Linked DNA regions of Sus scrofa: region 1 is linked to region 2. The links are chromatin contacts, called in public promoter capture Hi-C maps. All regions are on one chromosome and are shown on one strand. The core of a region is the stretch at or near the end of the contact, and the rest is flanking DNA. Distances in the headings are between cores, read along the strand shown. Region 1 holds the start of ARL5A (ADP-ribosylation factor-like protein 5A). Region 2 has its middle 120 kb from the start of CACNB4.

Region 1 (5,038 bases), core at 488-2,987, 180 kb before region 2:
TTAAGTTTTGTGGACTTCAGTCATATATAGTCAAGATCCCAGCTGTTCTAGGGGAGCTCCAGATCCAGGGAGGTGAAGTGACTGGTTCCCCCTTGCCCTCTCCCAACAGAAACAGCCAGCCAGAGGCTGTGTAGATTAAAACTGGCTTCATCCAGTTTATGAAAATTCCCCATATCATTTGAAAATCATCTGAAATATTACTCTTTCATTTAGTACCATGTGACCTACATTATCATCTTTAGTTTTTTTAAAAAAATACTCTAGAGATCACAAGTTCCTAGTTCTGCTCCCTTTCCACAGTCTTCTTACAGGAGCAGCAGGATCAAACAGGAGGCGGGACGGTGGTACATAATAGATGCCACCATTCCTTTAAGTCTTTACTGGAAAATCTTAGGCTGTGACACTACTACTAGCTTACACAAGAGGAAAACACAAACTAAGTTACTGACAGCAGGGATGATGAATCACCCAACTTGAGTTAAAATGAAACAAAAGTACACCAATAACTATGCTGTATCTTAAGCACCATGGAGTCTTTTTCCTAAAATTGTATCTTCCTTCCCCAGTTTTACATTTATTTTGGAACATATTTCAATAAATCTGATATGCATTTCAAGGCACTGTTTTGAGTTTAGATGAACTTGAGCGTCTCTTTGACCACACACTCTACACTTGGTAACTTACTAGTTACCTACACTTAACAAACACTTCATACGATATGGTTTTTAAATGCTTTCAATAAAACACCTTAACATTTCTAATCCAGCCCCCAAACCCTCTACTTTACTAACCAACACGAGTAGGAAAATGACCTTAAACAGATATAAATACGGCAAACGGAGAGGACCATCACTACTCAGGACGCCTAAGTGGCTTCTCCCGGGTGGGGGAGTGCAGGGAAGACTCTCATAAACCTGAGGTGTACTGGACAAGTCAAGAGCGATTGCTCACGTTTTCCGCATTCAGCAACCCTCGGTAATGCTCATCCCAGAGAACCTCAGCATTTCTCCGTGGCATGCAAACCTCCAACTGTTCAAGGAAAATGGACCAGGCTATGCAGCTCGGGGGGTCGGACGGGGGGCAAGAAACCGCCGCTCACAACTGAAATCGGAGCAATGGGTGTATTTGCGGAATGGACTTCTTAGGAAGGTCTCCTAAGACAAAGGGCTGCGAGTCGGGAACCATTCCTTAGCTGGGCGTGGGATCGAACCGCCCCAGGCCCGCATCCCCAGCAGCCGGGAACCAGAGCCGAGACCGCGCCGCCCACACTCCGGAAGTGTTCGGAGACCACCCCCCAACGCGTCCAGGGCTGACCCTCTCCCCGACCCGTACGCGCTCGGCCCCAGCCCCTACCCTGGTGATTGAACAGTCTCCATATCCTGGTGAAGAGAATTCCCATTCTCGGGCAGCGGACCCCCCTCCAGCCACCCGGGCCTCCTGGCCTCCCCCAGCTCAGGCTCAAGGGGAGGAAAGAGACGCGCCGGAGCCTCCGTCTCTGCCGCTGCTGCTCCCGCGCTGGCCGCCGGCCCGCTTCCTAGGAACCGGAGGGAGGCCGCAGCCCAGGTCGCCCTCCCGTGCGCGAGGCCCCGCCGCTGCCGCCGCGGCTCTCGCCTGGCTCGCGGACATCGCCGCCGCGTTGTCTGCGACGAGCCTCGCGGGCCACCGTCCTCCCCCAGCTCCTCTCGGGCGGCTGCGGCGGCGGCGCCCAGGCGGGCGGGGGAGGCGAGGGGCGGGGCGAAGCGGACGGGAAGGCGCAGGCGCACGGCTGGAGGGGCGTGGCCTGGAGAAGGGCGCCTGCCCGGCCCCAGCTGATCTGAGAAAACCAGGCGACCTGTAGGCGGCGGGACGAGCCCGGGGATCCAAGCGCGCAGGGTGCTGGTTGGGGCTGCTGGCTCTCGTCTGCTTGCGTGGGCGTCTCAGCGAGCTTTGTTTTTCTCTGCATTTCTTCCACAGAGCCATAATGTGAACATGTTATTGAGTGCACATCCCCAACCCTGCGTTCACACCGCACCCAAGTACCACGTCCCGGCCTTCATAAGCGCGGCATTCCTGCAGGGTCTTTGAGAGAAGCTCAGCACCTTTATCTCTGAAACTTTTAGGCCTGAACACCCAGCAGGGTGACCTTACCTAGGCAGTCGCTTTAGGGCTATTCTGTACCTCAAGGCTATTCCCTCTCCAATCTTCCTCCCCTTTCAGGCCAATGTTGTCCGAAACAAGATCAAGTCACTCCCATGTTTTCAGGCCAATCTTGTCCGATCTTGATCGAGTCACTCCCATGTTTAAAATTGTTTAGTGGCCACTAGAGCTATTTGAGCAGTAAAATCCAAATGCTTTAGATACGCATTGTTCTCCACAGTTTGGCTTCAGCCGTCCTTTCCAGCTGTAACTCCCATCATTCCAAGCTGGTTAAATAGGTGGTCAAATGTTCTGTCTGCTCTTTTAGGCTTCTTGCCTGAACACTTTGAACAGCTGTGCCACATACTATGCAAGAGTCACACTGTTTCATCAACCCTCTGCTGTGGGATACTTAGTTGAAAACTAGAATATAAGCGAATAATTAGGTAACTTGATATCAGAGTTCTTGTTTCAGGTGTTATTTTTTGGCTAGGCAAGTTACTTAACCTCTCTTTGCCTCCACTTTTTATATGTAAAAGCAGAGGGTTTGTTGCTGAGGTCTTTCTTTGATTCTGGACCATCTGATGCCTGTAGTAATTAGTCTCCACTCTTGTTAGAGGCAAAGGTGGGAAAAAAGAAACCAAGGTTGTTCTCTTCCACAAAGAAACCAGAAACAGCTCGAATCCCTTCTCTTCTCCTTAACTTTGGTAAAAAGGAAGAGAAAGAAAAAAGTGGGGGAACTGTAAAAGATATTTTGAACAGCTCCTGCCTACACACCCACTCATCTGCAAGAGCTAAGGAAATTAGAACCAGCAATAAACTATACTTTTCCACCCCACTTCTAGCCATACACTATCTCTTCTCAATATATACAAAATACCTCATTTGAGTAAGAACTCAAGACAATCTACATTTTTTCTTAGTCGTCTTGAGCTAGAAAACTTGTACCTGTAAAGCAAAGGGCAGCATTGAGGACAGAAACGTGTCTCTTTTTAAACAATTGTTCAGGAAAACGTCCTTTGTTTTCCTTTGGGACTTATGGTTAAAAAGCCTTTATGAAGGGAAAGAAAATTGCTATATTAATCCATTTTAACTTGTGGATTGTTGTGTTTGTAGTTACATAATAAAGTACTCTCTAGGCTATTTAGAAAAACAATATTGTTTGCATAATCAATTTACATTAACCCTCTAATAATTCCATTCTTGTACACTACAAGTAATGCTTTTGGCAGCTCTAAAACTTTTTGCAAACTCTCCACACATCTCTGTCAATTTATTAAATGGATGTCATATCCACATTAACTTGTGAAGTTTGGGCTTCATATTTTATAATCTTCATTAAAGAGATGGTCTTATAGATTATTTTCTTTTAAAAATCTTTTTTTTTTTTTTTTCTTTTTTTAGGACTGCACCTACTGCATAGGGAAGTTTCCAGGCTAGGAGTCGAATCAGAGCTGCAGCTGCTGACCTACACCACGCCACAGCAATGTGGGATCCTTAACCCACTGAGCAAGGCCAGGGATTGAACCCACATCCTCATGGATACTCGTTGGGTTTATAACCTGCTGAGCCAGAATGGGAACTCCCTCTGAGATAATTTTCCAAGTGTCTCTCAAAAAGTAAAATTAAATAAAGGGAAAAAAAGGGTGAAATACAAATTTGGAACTACAATAGAAGTAATTGAGAACGTTTATTGACTAGTATGAAGCTATTTATAAAAACAGACTCATAAGACTTTTGAAAGACACAAGAATGTATGCATGTATTTGTGACTGGGTCATCTTGCTGTACAGCAGAAAATTGACAGAACACAGTAAACCACATATAATGGAAAAAATAAAAATCATTATAAAAAAAACTTTTCAAAGACTAATTTATTCATGACTATAGTGTTGTGCAAAATGTCATTGGAGAGACTTCTGCTTCCACTTATAAGGGAGCAGGATGGTCTAGAATTGATCTCCTACTGAACCAGGAGGGAAGAGAGCAAGGCCCAACCTTTAAAAGAATGACATAGCCATGGAGGATAAGATAAAAGCTGGCTAGAACTAATTAGGCCCAATATGGCAGAAGGTTTGACTTCCAGTAGACCTGGAGCCTCATTATATGCTCACTGTAATATATCAGCTAAATGACACACCTATAGGTACCATGACAGTTCTGAGGCCAACTATAAAAGGCTCAAAAGTGGACAGTGGCTCAGTACCCAGAAATCCCTGTCCCTTCCCATTCCTTAGCCTAGTCCTTCACACTCTTTAGCCTGTGAAATTACCCAGCCTATAAGAATGAATGACCCCATATTTCGGGCACTCTCTCAACTTTTGAGACAACTGCATTCTGTCTATGGAATGTGTATCTTCCAGGCTGCTCTTGTCTTCTGAGATGGTCCATACTCTCTCAATGAATCTACTTCTCACCAATTGCTTTGCCTGTCACTGAATTCCTTCTGTGCTGAGACATAAAGAACCTGAACCTCAGTAAGTCCTGAGGCCAGGTATGCGACTTTAATGAAAAGGCAGTAGGGGAGTTCCCAATGTGGTGCAATGAGATCTGGTGTCTCTGTAGTGCCAGGATGCAGGTTTGATTCCCAGCCTGCACAATGGGTTAAAGGATCCAGTGTTGCTGCAGCTGTGGTATGGGTTTCAACTGTGGCTCAGATCTGCTCCCTGGCCTGTAAACTCCACATGCGGTAGAGTGGCCAAAAAAAAAAAAAGCCAGTGGGTTCAAGCCCCAATTTGGGTTTTTGCTGCCTTCAAGCCCCTGTCCATGGGTCCACATCCCAATATGAATTGTGTGGTTTTATTACCACAATAAATAGGAAATTGGACAAAGTATAGAAAACAGCTATTTTCAAACATTGGTCAATACCAAGCGCAAGACTGTGATCCCTTGATAAAAGACACCAATGAAGTTTTATTGTGTG
Region 2 (4,986 bases), core at 2,077-4,576:
TTTAATCTGGAAATACTATCTTTAAATACAGAAGTTAAAAGGAGATGCAGAAAGAGCTATTTCTACTGATTTCTTCATCATTCCATGATGACAGATATCTTAATTTGGATTCCTCCAAGGCAGAATCTAAGATAAAGGACTTTGGAAAATGATGGTCTCAGGAAACAGGCATGACAGAGACAGGAGAGTGAGTTTGGGGAAAAGGAAAAAATGAAGAATGCATTACTGATTTGCCTTTTCAGGTAACTGGGGCTCAATCCCAATGGAATAAAATGCCCTTCAAGCCTCCCCCTCCAAAGGACAACAGGTTAGAGCACGGGACCAATTTTCCTGACTCAGTAGCTAAGAAGGTGTTAACGCCCCTGCATTTGGGGAGAGGCTTCAGAAAGGGCTGAAAAAACTCCAGAGTTTTCCCTAGAAGGAAACCCTGAGGCAAATAAAGAGAAGGTAAACAAGTTTCAAGCACAGGAACTGTCCACCAGAGCTGAGGCTGAAATCCAAGGTGAGCCAACAAGATGTGGTATGAGGCTGAAAAAGTGCCAGCTACGGCTCTATGAGGATATAAGATTCTCTATGCAGTGTAGCAAGCTATACTTGACTACTTTTAAAAAGCACTTTTCTCTTCCATTTGTCCCATTTCCTGGGATCTTAATTAATAACGGTGTGCATTCATTCCCTGCATTATTAGTTTATCTTTCAAGTAATTAAGAATGAAATGTAATGGCAACTATGGCTTTGGGAGGTTGTTAAGTACATAACTATGGAGAGAAAGATGTATAATAACCCCTGGCAAGAACCACTAAGTGGATGCCTACTCTGGAGAGTTTTTACTTACCAACACAAAGTTCTAGCTTTTGCTGTAAACAGCATGGCTGTTACACACGTCATTGTGACAGCTCCTTACAGGTGCGAATGCAAACCAGCACCTTGGGGAGTAAATTTAAGTTTCCAGGAAAGCTGCAACCAGACCCTAGCTAGTGTGTCAATCACAGATGCAACTTTTAGGCCCATTTCTTCCCTTATTCCACTGGGATTCACTCTGTCACCCTTAGAAAAAGGTGATGCTCTGAGCACTTATTCAATCCAAGCTGAGCATTTCACATCTGTGACTTTTACTCCTTTAAAATCAAGGTCAAGCCATGTCTCTAAAGAGGCTTTGGAAATATTTCACTTCCTAAATCACAAATAGTTTTGCAAGCAATGCAAACAGAAAACCTCAGTTCTCAGTACTGTCAAAACAACACCTTCATAGGCTTCCAAATTCAGTAATTATTGTTTTCCTCACACCCACTGACAGGCCTGAAATTGAGGCCTTTTCTCACAAGGTTCTCAACTCTGGTACCTTTTTCTGGTAGGTGTGGGAAGAAAGGACAAGAAAACATCTAGGGTAAGGTCAGGGTCAGAGATGCTGAACCATGTTTTTGGGTTTTTTTTAACACCTTTTTTCTGATCAAGACTTTATGCATAAGCTTTCCTCCTGTTAGGAAACATATTTTTGATCACTAACTATATCTAGAAACACTCTTTGAGACAAAGTAATTTGTAGATACCATTTTTGTTTGACCCAGGAAGCCCAGACCTACTTTCAGAGACAGGAACTAGGAGCCTGGGGCCCAGGAGAAATGATTTTCACAAGAGCCAATGAAAGTTGAGTCAGGCCAGAAGAACGCAGAGCAAAAGTGGCAAAGCAAAGGTGAAACAATATAGCAGTGAGAAACCTGTAGGCCAGGGAAGGCTAACAAATTGCATGAGGTGCCAGGTAAGTACTTACAAAGCAGGCTAGTTCCAGAGGCTAACACTCTGAACAAAGGGGCACAGGCCCTGGACCAATCTCAAAGTTGAAATAGGAGTTCCCATTGAGGCTCTGCAGAAATGAATCCAACTAGTATCCGTAAAGGTTTGGGTTCAACCCCTGGTCTTGCTCAGTGGATCAGGGATCCAGTTCTGCTGTGAGCTGTGGTGTAGGTTACAGACAAGGCTCAGATCTGGCATTGCTGTGGTTGTGGCATAGGCTGGCAGCTGCAGCTCTAATTTCCCCCTAGCCTGGGAACTTCCACATGCCATGGGTGCCTCCCTAAAAAGCAAAAAAAAAAAAAAAATAATAAAAATAAAAAATAGGAGTTCCCGTCGTGGCGCAGTGGTTAACGAATCCGACTAGGAACCATGAGGTTTCGGGTTCGGTCCCTGCCCTTGCTCAGTGGGTTAACGATCCGGCGTTGCCGTGAGCTGTGGTGTAGGTTGCAGATGTGGCTCAGATCCCGCGTTGCTGTGGCTCTAGCGTAGGCCAGTGGCTACAGCTCCGATTAGACCCCTAGCCTGGGAACCTCCATATGCCGCGGGAGCGGCCCAAAGAAATAGCAAAAAGACAAAAAAAAATAAAATAAAATAAAATAAAATAAATAAATAAATAAATAAAAAATAAAGTTTAAATAGATCAATCCAAACAAAGGTATTTAGAGAAAATCAGTCTCATGCGCCAGATGTCCTCATACTGAGGTTTACATTTTACTATCTATAATCTGGAGAGTCCCTTTTCTATACAATGTCTCACTGTCTCCTTAAGCAAACGTCATTGCCTGCCCTGCCTGCAACTAGTAGCTACATCATTTAGGCCAGGTCCCTTTTATCCACTGATTCCACTGGCCTTGCAAATTCTTGCAATGAATTTTGTGCCTAAGCAAAGATAGAAAACCATCTCAGCCTTGAGGCCCATGTGTTGATCGAGGCAAGAATTAAGATACATTTGCAGAAACTTTGGGTTTTAAGTTTTTCATAAGTTTATATTCAACAAGACACATTCGAAATTATTACTGGCCCACTGAGTAACTCCAAAAGGTTGGCAACATGACTATTCCCTCAGATACACACCAGGAGTGTTCTTGTCCTTTGGATAAGGTGAGTAAAAATGTACCTTGAAAACTCTCCCAGGTATGACAGTAAAACCACAAGGCCAATGCCACCAGGAAGTCAAATGAAGAAACCTCCTATGTGAACTTTCTGAGTGTAAGATTTGTGGCTTGTAGTTGTTCAGTCATGTGCTTACCATAAAAAAAAAATAAAAGAAGCAGCAGCTTACATAAGCATTAGCAAAAAAAGAAAAAAAACTCAGGCGCTAAATTTATAGATAAAATGATTCAAAGCATAATACCCTTAACAGAGACACTTCATGAAAGCCTGTTTGGCACTTGGAAGATGGTGGAGCTTGGCAATATCACCTGGCACTTGAGCCTCACATTGGAACACAGCCCACCAGTACCTGTTAGAGCCATCAGGTGCTCCCGAGATGAAGCAAAGCTTGCCTTGGCCCAGTTTACCACACAGCATTTGCTCCATGTCCTCAAATAGTTTCCTAATTCTCCCAGATTGTTTGAACATGCAAACAAGTTCAAGGCAGTTCAAAGGCTACGGAGGGAAAAACCTCCTTTCAGATGAACAGCTGGAGCAAGTCCATATGGAAAAGAAAGGCTGTCTTCTGGTTTGATGTTGCTTTTCTTGTATGACCCTGCACACGAGGACTCCAGCCACGGTCATCCTACTGACCATCTACCTGGACTCAAGGAAGGCACTGCTGATGGTCCATGTTAGAATGGACACTTTGAAAGTTTGTGTGTTTGCAGATACCATACAATGAGCCAGCCTGGAGAGAGCCTGAACAGCACAACCAAAGCATTTATCTTTACTCATTTACTGAATGGGGCTCCAACACGACAAATTCAAGGCTTTACTTCCCATTGGTGCCAGTTTGACTTTGAGGGTCAAGACTTAATCTTCTGCTCAGAAACCCAAGATTACAGAATAAGAAGAGCCCCTTGAGATGAAACATGATTCAGGGGATCGGAGTAGAGAGCTCCAAAGCTCCTAGTGTTGACACAGGGTCAGCCTCTGACTTGCCAGATGACCTTATATAATCCTTCTGGCTTTCTGTTTTCTCCATCTGCAAACTGAAGACTGTGAGTGACTCAGAAATAAATAGCCCAGTATCCACTCCCTTGTTAAGGATTTTACCTTTCTTTCCAATTGGGAGCTAAATAAACCTGCCATTCTTTTCCACTACTAAAGAACACAGCAACTGCAGAACAGTTTCTGATTTTCTTTTGCTTGACCTCCTTGACCGCCTCTCTCCTGAATAGTAGTTTCCAAGACCGAAAATCCAAATATCGTTCCTAGGAAGCTGAAGAAAAGGAGGGAGAGACAAAGTCATAGGAAATGTCATCACACACAGGCAGGGGAAAGGCTCAAGAAAAGCTCTGTTTTCTAAACTGGTAACTGTTACCCGTTGGTTTAAGAAAAAATGACATGGATCTAGGAGTTCCCGTCATGGTGCAGCAGAAACAAATCCCACTAGGAACCATGACGTTGCGGGTTCAATCCCTGGCCTCGCTCAGTGGGTTAAGGATTGGGTGTTGCTGTGAGCCGTGGTGTAGGTCACAGATGCGGCTCGGATCTGGCGTTGCCATGGCTCTGACATAGGCCAGCAGCAACAGCTCCAATTAGACCCCTAGCCTGGAACTTCCATATGCCACAGGTACAGCCCTAAAAACAAAACAAAACAAAACAAAATGACATGATCTAGTCCCAAGAGTTGAAGTGTGCTGATGGCTGTATTAACATACATCACAGGGGAGTTCCCACAGTGGTGCAGCAGGTTAAGGATCTTGCATTGCTACAGCTATGGCATAGGTGGCAGCTACAGCTTGGATCCCCAGCCTGGAAACTTCCATATGCCACAGGTTGGGAAAAAAAAAAAATCACACGATATAATGCCAATGGATTTTTTTTTCACTAAGAAAAAATATTTACACTCTGCGGTAGGTTAAATGATGGCTCCCAAAAGATATGTCCACATCCAAAATTCCTGGACCTTCTTGTTGAGATCTCACTTGGAAAAAGGGTCTTTGCAGATGCAATTAAGTATAGGATGTTGATATGCTATCACCCTGGATGATGCAGGTGGATCCTAAATCCAGTGGCAAGTGTCCCTTTAAG

The links. Promoter capture Hi-C pulls out the DNA fragments that hold promoters and counts their contacts.
Region 1: a contact with region 2 is called in a promoter capture Hi-C map of fetal liver, with 2.7 times the contacts expected there. The contact joins the promoter of ARL5A here to the enhancer-like site in region 2. A contact is called at or near these places in 3 of 5 promoter capture datasets (fetal liver, fetal skeletal muscle and liver), 8 of 47 Hi-C or Micro-C datasets (embryonic fibroblasts, fetal skeletal muscle, liver and 1 more) and 1 of 2 datasets of contacts at active chromatin or transcription factors (skeletal muscle).

What each region holds. Positions count from the first base shown.
Region 1 is chr15:464,624-469,661 of Sscrofa11.1, reverse strand. It overlaps ARL5A (ADP-ribosylation factor-like protein 5A), which reads right to left and starts at 1,737. Exons shown (of 6, transcript XM_021076258.1): 1 at 1,354-1,737. The coding sequence starts at 1,399.
Region 2 is chr15:283,946-288,931 of Sscrofa11.1, reverse strand. No RefSeq gene overlaps it. Among named protein-coding and RNA genes, the nearest start is that of CACNB4, 120 kb to the left of the region's middle. Within about 2 kb of position 3,326, at least 1 of the 83 cell types and tissues checked has an H3K27ac peak or open chromatin away from gene starts, as enhancers often do. A contact at or near this core is called in fetal liver, where this site is marked.